Linked DNA regions of Gossypium hirsutum: region 2 is linked to region 1. Evidence: chromatin contacts called from public Hi-C data. All regions are on one chromosome and are shown on one strand. The core of a region is the stretch at or near the end of the contact, and the rest is flanking DNA. Distances in the headings are between cores, read along the strand shown.

What was found. A called contact is a pair of places that touch in the nucleus more often than the background predicts.
Region 2: a Hi-C map of leaf shows a contact between it and region 1, with 2.9 times the contacts expected there. The contact joins the promoter of LOC107945314 here to the promoter of LOC121224689 in region 1. A contact is called at or near these places in 16 of 34 Hi-C or Micro-C datasets (anther, callus, hypocotyl and 3 more).

What each region holds. Positions count from the first base shown.
Region 1 is chrD12:13,082,926-13,086,139 of Gossypium_hirsutum_v2.1, forward strand. It overlaps LOC121224689 (dof zinc finger protein DOF3.4), which reads left to right and starts at 1,459. Exons shown (of 1, transcript XM_041108497.1): 1 at 1,459-3,214. The coding sequence starts at 2,300. The coding sequence ends at 3,001.
Region 2 is chrD12:13,214,669-13,217,882 of Gossypium_hirsutum_v2.1, forward strand. LOC107945314 (nuclear pore complex protein NUP58) reads left to right here and starts at 1,615. Exons shown (of 6, transcript XM_016879274.2): 1 at 1,615-2,001; 2 at 2,265-2,379; 3 at 3,085-3,214. The coding sequence starts at 1,706.

The DNA of each region.
Region 1 (3,214 bases), core at 209-2,708:
ATCGGGTATAAAATTATAGCTCCAAATGGGAGCCGTTGATTGGTGCCTGGTGGTAGAGGGAGGAAGAGATGAAGGTGAGGCCGATAAATGCGGTACGGAGGAGGAATCTGATGCGGACATGACGCTTCCCAAATCAGAGGGGAGACCCAATAATTGCTCCCCACGCTGCCCCCCACTCTTTATTCTCTCTTCCCTTCTTCTACTGTCCCCACACATCAATCCCTCTCAATCACGCTGCACCATCTCTCCTTTACTCTTTTTCTTTTTTACTTCCTAAATTTTTTACCATCTTTGCCTTGCTTCTCTTTAGGATGATGGCGACACCACAAGTTTAATTTGGAATAGGGAGCTATTTTTATCACAAAATAATAATTTTCCCTTAGCTACCTAAAAACTCACATTCTGGATTCTTCATAAATGTAATTTCTTATATATTTTTTAAATTATGCTTTTTAAGTTTACCCTTTTAATGATATTGTTTAGATATTATTGATTTAAATCAATAATTGAAAAAAAAATTTAAAATTTATTTTATCTTTTGCTAAGTTTTTGTGGATTTTTATTTTCAACATAACGTTGTTTCTATATTTTAATTATAACTTGAGCTATAAAATTTTATTTTAGATTCATAATTTACAAATTTGAAAGAAATTGAAAGATCGAAATTGTTTAATGACTCAATCCCAAAAAAACGTAAGAAGGTATTCAAAACTAACTTAAAAGTTTGGTGCGAAAATTCATCAGAATTCTGTTTTATTTAATTGAAAATACTATTATATTTTTTTCCATTATTCACCCAAATTACAATGAATAAAATATAAATATAAACAATATAATTAATAACTTAAATAATATAATTTAAGGGAAAATATAATAAATAGATTAAAAATTATATACTTTATCAATCATTAGAGTAGTCCTTCGACAATAATTTTCAATTACTAAAAATGTGTTACCTAAATTTAGATATTACAAATAAGCATTAGGTGTTACCTAAAAGTTAAGAGAAATTAATTTATCAACCATTTCCTTCTTATCATTTATGGTCTCTTTTTAATTGTTTAATGATATCTTAGTAAATTGTTTTCATGTCATTAATATATAATTTTGATAAAAAAATTTACCCTAAACCCTGAACTCCGAACCTCGAACCCTGAACTCCGAACTCAAACCTCAAACTCAAAACATTGAATCTTAAATCCCAAATCTTAAATGAGTTTTGAGTTTTGAGTTTTGGGTTCGGGTTCGAGATTTAGTATTTAAAATTTTGGATTCGAAGTTTAAGATTCAGAGTTCAAGGTTCAAAATAAAAAAATCAAAATTATATATCAATGATATAAAAAAATTTTAAAATTTTAAAATTTTAAAAAATAGCCATGAATAATATGGTAGGAAGGATGTATAAAATAATCTCTCTATAACTAGGGATGAAAGTTGGAAGCAAAAACCAATATTGAAGCGCGGTGTAATCTCTTCTCTTCCTTCTAATTAGATTTTGTATCGAAAATGGAATCTAAGGTGAAGAGGAGGAATACATAAACCCTATTTTATATGCACACCCTTAAGCAGACATTGTTGAATATTGATAAAGTTCTGAGCTGCAGTTTTCATCTCTGCTGGAATGTCCCTCAAAGCTTGAATATTTTTCTAACATAGGGGAGAAATTTGTTGTTGCCTAGAATTTTAGTAGAACCCTATGTTTTGTACCATCCACATTCCAGGCCCCTGTTTCACACTTCTTCAATATTTACTTTAAAATACCACCATCATTAATGTCGTAGTTTTTGCGGACTGTAATGGGTATACTTAGAAGAACTACTAAATTGTCATCATCCACAAGTGCGACATCATTACACAAACCAAAATACAAGACCAAATGGGACCCCCTTTATTTGACTGCTTATCCATCCGATGATTATCGGTTTACAAACGCCAAAATAGCTAAGAAAAATCCAAAAAGGAAACACAGCAACTTAAATCAGTGCAGTTAAACACCACAAAGCCGTATTCCTAGTTGATAGAGCCGACTCTAATCAGACCCCCCACTGTCAAGCCGACTGATCCATCTGTCGTGCCTAACAGAACACTGTAAAAGCCTGCTTTCTTCTCTCTCCATGTCTCATATAACCTTCAGAACTTGTTTTCACTGTCCACCAGATTCTCTTTTCTCCCTCTCCCCCCATAAAATCCACCCCTTCTCTGTCCCTTCGCTCCATATAAGCCGAGCAACATAAGCAGCAAAGTCTTAAAACAAGGTGCATACTACTATAGTTGAAGCCACTTTTGTTTTGGTCTGAAAATGCCATCAGAATCGGGAGATCAAAGCAGGCGTTTATGCAAGGTCCTAAACCCGGGAGCCCCACCACCAGAACAAGAGCAGCTACCTTGTCCACGTTGTGACTCCACTAATACTAAGTTCTGCTACTATAACAACTATAATTTTTCTCAGCCTCGTCATTTCTGCAAGTCCTGTCGTCGTTACTGGACTCATGGTGGTACCCTCAGGGACATCCCTGTTGGCGGTGGCACCAAGAAAAACGCTAAGCGTTCTCGCACCAACACCCATGCCACCGCCACTACTCATAATAACTTCCCATTACCTGCCACCCCGGTTTTGTTGCCAATCTCGGCCAACCAAGGAAGTTTTGGTATTGGTGGAGAGTCGAAAGGCAACGGGGGTGGTAATGGAAACATATGTGGAAGTTTTACCTCCTTGTTGAATACACAAGGGCCTGGTTTTCTGGCTCTTGGTGGGTTTGGGCTCGGTATTACTCCAGCACTTGAGGATGTTGGGTTCGGGCTTGGGAGAGGAATCTGGGCCTTTTCAGGAATGGGAGATGGAGCAGCCGTTGTTGGTGCCAATGGTGGTGGTGCTGCTGCTGCTACGGGAATGGGGAACCCATGGCAGTTTGAAGGTGGAGAAACTGGGTTTGTTGATGGTGGGGATTGCTTTTCTTGGCCTGAACTTGCTATTTCAACCCCAGGAAATGGGTTCAAGTGAATCTTCTGTTTTCGGTTCCTCGTCTTTTTCATGTCCCTTTTTCTTTTTCTTTTTCCTAGCACAAGGTGAATTAATGAGTGCTGAGAGTAAATTATTAGCAATATCAAAGTAGAGTAGAAATAGGACTATGATATATTCTTCTTCTTTTTGATGACTCAATGCCATGTGATTTGGTTTGTTTAGTCTACCATTTCTATCTGTGTAGAGACATGG
Region 2 (3,214 bases), core at 365-2,864, 130 kb after region 1:
TTCTATGGGTATAAGTGATGCCAATCTAGTGCTCGGCCCTCCAAATGCATCATCACTGTGCGTACCTTATCTGTTTTAGGAATGCCTTTAGCCAAAAAGTACTGATCCAACTTTGACCACCATCCACGATAATCCAACCCATGGAATCGAGGACACTCGAGCTTTTAGAAATGTTCCTGAACCCATCCAGATTTAAGTATGTGAGGATTAGGTGGTGGAGGAGGAATCTCCATGGAGTCTTTGGGAGGAGAACCTAGTAGAGTTAGACCCAACACTCCCTTCTTTTTAGAGGCTGGTCCTGGCTCCGAAGCTGTAGGGTGCCCCAGAAACTACTCCAGCATAGATCAAAGTTCCAAATACAGATCTTCCGTAAACCTTTGCAACTTGGCATCCCATTTGGTTTCCAGTTGAGCCAACTCCCCTTGCTTTTTGACCATCTCTTGTTGTAGCACTGTCATGTCCTTCTGTCCACGAGTGGTAACATCGTCCCCCATCATAGGAAAGACCAAGCTCTAATACCTTTGATAACACCGAAACCAGAAATCCAAAAAAGAAGAAGAGAAATAGCAGAAAAATAAAGAGAAGAAGAGATGCAAAATAGAGGAAATGCAACAGTTACTATATTTTCTTCATAATCAGGTCATTTCCTTACATGCGGATATATAGGAAACAAATAACAGAAAGAAACAACAAACTCTACGAGAAGTTTTCCCATGCACAAAACGCATCGTTTTATTAAACCTATTGTGCACCGTTTAACTAATGTCATTCAGCCCAATCAATTTCTTCAGCCCACTTGTCATTAGAAATGGTCCATAACAGACACCATCATCGGAGATCTATTGCTAAATCCAAACAATATCAGGTATCATCTTGTCAAAAAACATGTCAATAAGAGTTCCTTTTCTTGACACCCAACATTCGAACATCAAATGATCAAAGCTGAAATTCTTGGAATCTGAAGACAAACGACGAACTTGAAATAGTCTAAAAATAAACCGCATAAAAATACAGAAACAGATGGCAAGGTACTTCGTTCTTCGATATAATCTCCATCGGAGGTTCAAAACGGTGTGATTTTGGAACACCGAAGTCGTTAACGTTGGATGGGTTGTGGTGACGAACTTGAAATCAACGCCAGCTTTGAAAGCTTTTTTGACGAAACAGACCAATGAGTCTAATGAGGTGGCACAGAGAAGGAGGTGGAGCTGGGGGTATTTTTATATATTTTAAATTTATTATATATATTTAAAGTATTTATGTATTTTAATTTTTATATATTTGTTAGAATATTTTAGAATTAGAATTAAATTGAGATTATTTGTAAATTTTGAGGATTATTTTTTAAAATTATAACTAAATCGATATAATATGTAAATGTTGAAGCCTAAATTTATTATTAAACTATATCGTTTAGTTGGGTGATCAAATTAAAAAAATTGATAGTTGGGTGACAAAAAGGAAAAAAAGACAATAATTAGGTGATCAAATTAAAAAAATTGATAGTTGAATGATAATAAAGAAAAGGAGCAATAGTTGGGTGACTTGTATTGCAATTTACCCTATTATTTATTTTTCTTTTGATTTTCGTCAATGATTTTCCCTCTCTAGGGTTTAAATAAAAAAAGGTTCTTCTTCCTCAATCCTCACCAGAATTAAATGTCTCTACTCTTAGAACCCTAATTTTTGTTTCCGAAGAAAAACAATGTCCTCGTTCTTTGCAACTCCACAACCCCAACAATCTCCGCCATTGTTTCAGCCCCAACAACAACCTTTCCAGCAAAGCTACAGCCCTTTTTATCAATCCCAGCAGCAGCAGCAGCAGCAACAACAACAACAGCAACCACAGTTGCAGTTTCCACAACAGCAGCAGCAGCAACAACAACAACAGCAGCAGCAACAACCCCTTTTTCTTTTTACTAATGACAAGACTCCTGCTAGTTACAGCACCAAATGGGCTGATCTCCATCCTGATTCTCAAAAATTTCTGCTTCAAATTGAGTATGTTCTCAATTCTTTCTTGATGGGTTTTGTTTTGCATTCTCAAAAAATACAACTTTTTGGCTGCTATTGAAATTGGTTGATGAAAACTTATTTTTGCATACGTTATGATATTTTAATAGTGTTTACCTGGAAAAGTGCGGGGCATAAGTTCCTCTTCCTGATTTGGTTTATAGGTTGAGCTTGGATATTGACATTATTATTGTTATATGGCGCTCTGAGTAGTGAGTAGTGAGTGTTGTGATTATCATCTTGGAATGTAGGGAAAGGATATTGGAGTATAGGGATGAAAGCCAAAGGTTAGACCAGTGTACTCGCCTTTATGATTCTTCGGTTTCCAATGAAGGCTTCGAGCTTGATGCCAGCCACATTGTTCAGGTTCAACCTTTGCTTTCTTTTACATACGGACTTGTGCACTTGTGCTTCCTTCAATTTCTGCATTTTTCTTTCTGTCAAACTTTCCTGCTTCTTAGACATTGCATTGATAGAGTAGATGAGCGATAATTATCTAGTTCATTTTCGTTGTCCTTGTTCACTTCACTTGTATCTTATTTTGGTGAATAATCTGGAATGCCTTGTTATTTAACATGAATCTATTATATTACGCCCTTATTGTAATCTAAGTAATGAAAAATATTAAGAAACTAAAACTAGTTGCTCTTGTTGTGAATATTTGGACTAGCTCAAACTGTATTCTACTTTTACTTTAGATGTATTGTTGTCTCTTTTGTGGTTAGAAGGGCTTATGTTACGTTGATGCAAATAAGTTAATGTGTTGGACCGTGGTCATATCTGGTCCATTGTTTCAAACTGTGAGTGGTTCATGAAGTTATTTCCAAACCAATTGATCTGAGAACAACTGGAATTTAGTTAGAGTTAAGTAATTACCTCCATGCCAGTTTTCTTAGCTGTCATCTCTTAGGTTACAATTTTGAATCATTTGGTAGATTTTCTGTGAACTATGAAGCATTTTATGTCTCAATGGTATATATAATCAGCCTTCAGTTTTGGAACATATTCCTTGCCTGTTGCCTGTTGTGCTGCTTAGCATTGGTTGATAAAATGGCATGGTTGCTCCAACAGGAACTCGGAGGAATCAGTACTGCCATGGAGAGGCAGAAAGCTTTGCTGCAGGAATTGATGAGTACTGTGAAAGATATGTTAAGGAACACAGAGGTTGCTGTTCGTTCTTTCATGATGCTTCGGCCACGGT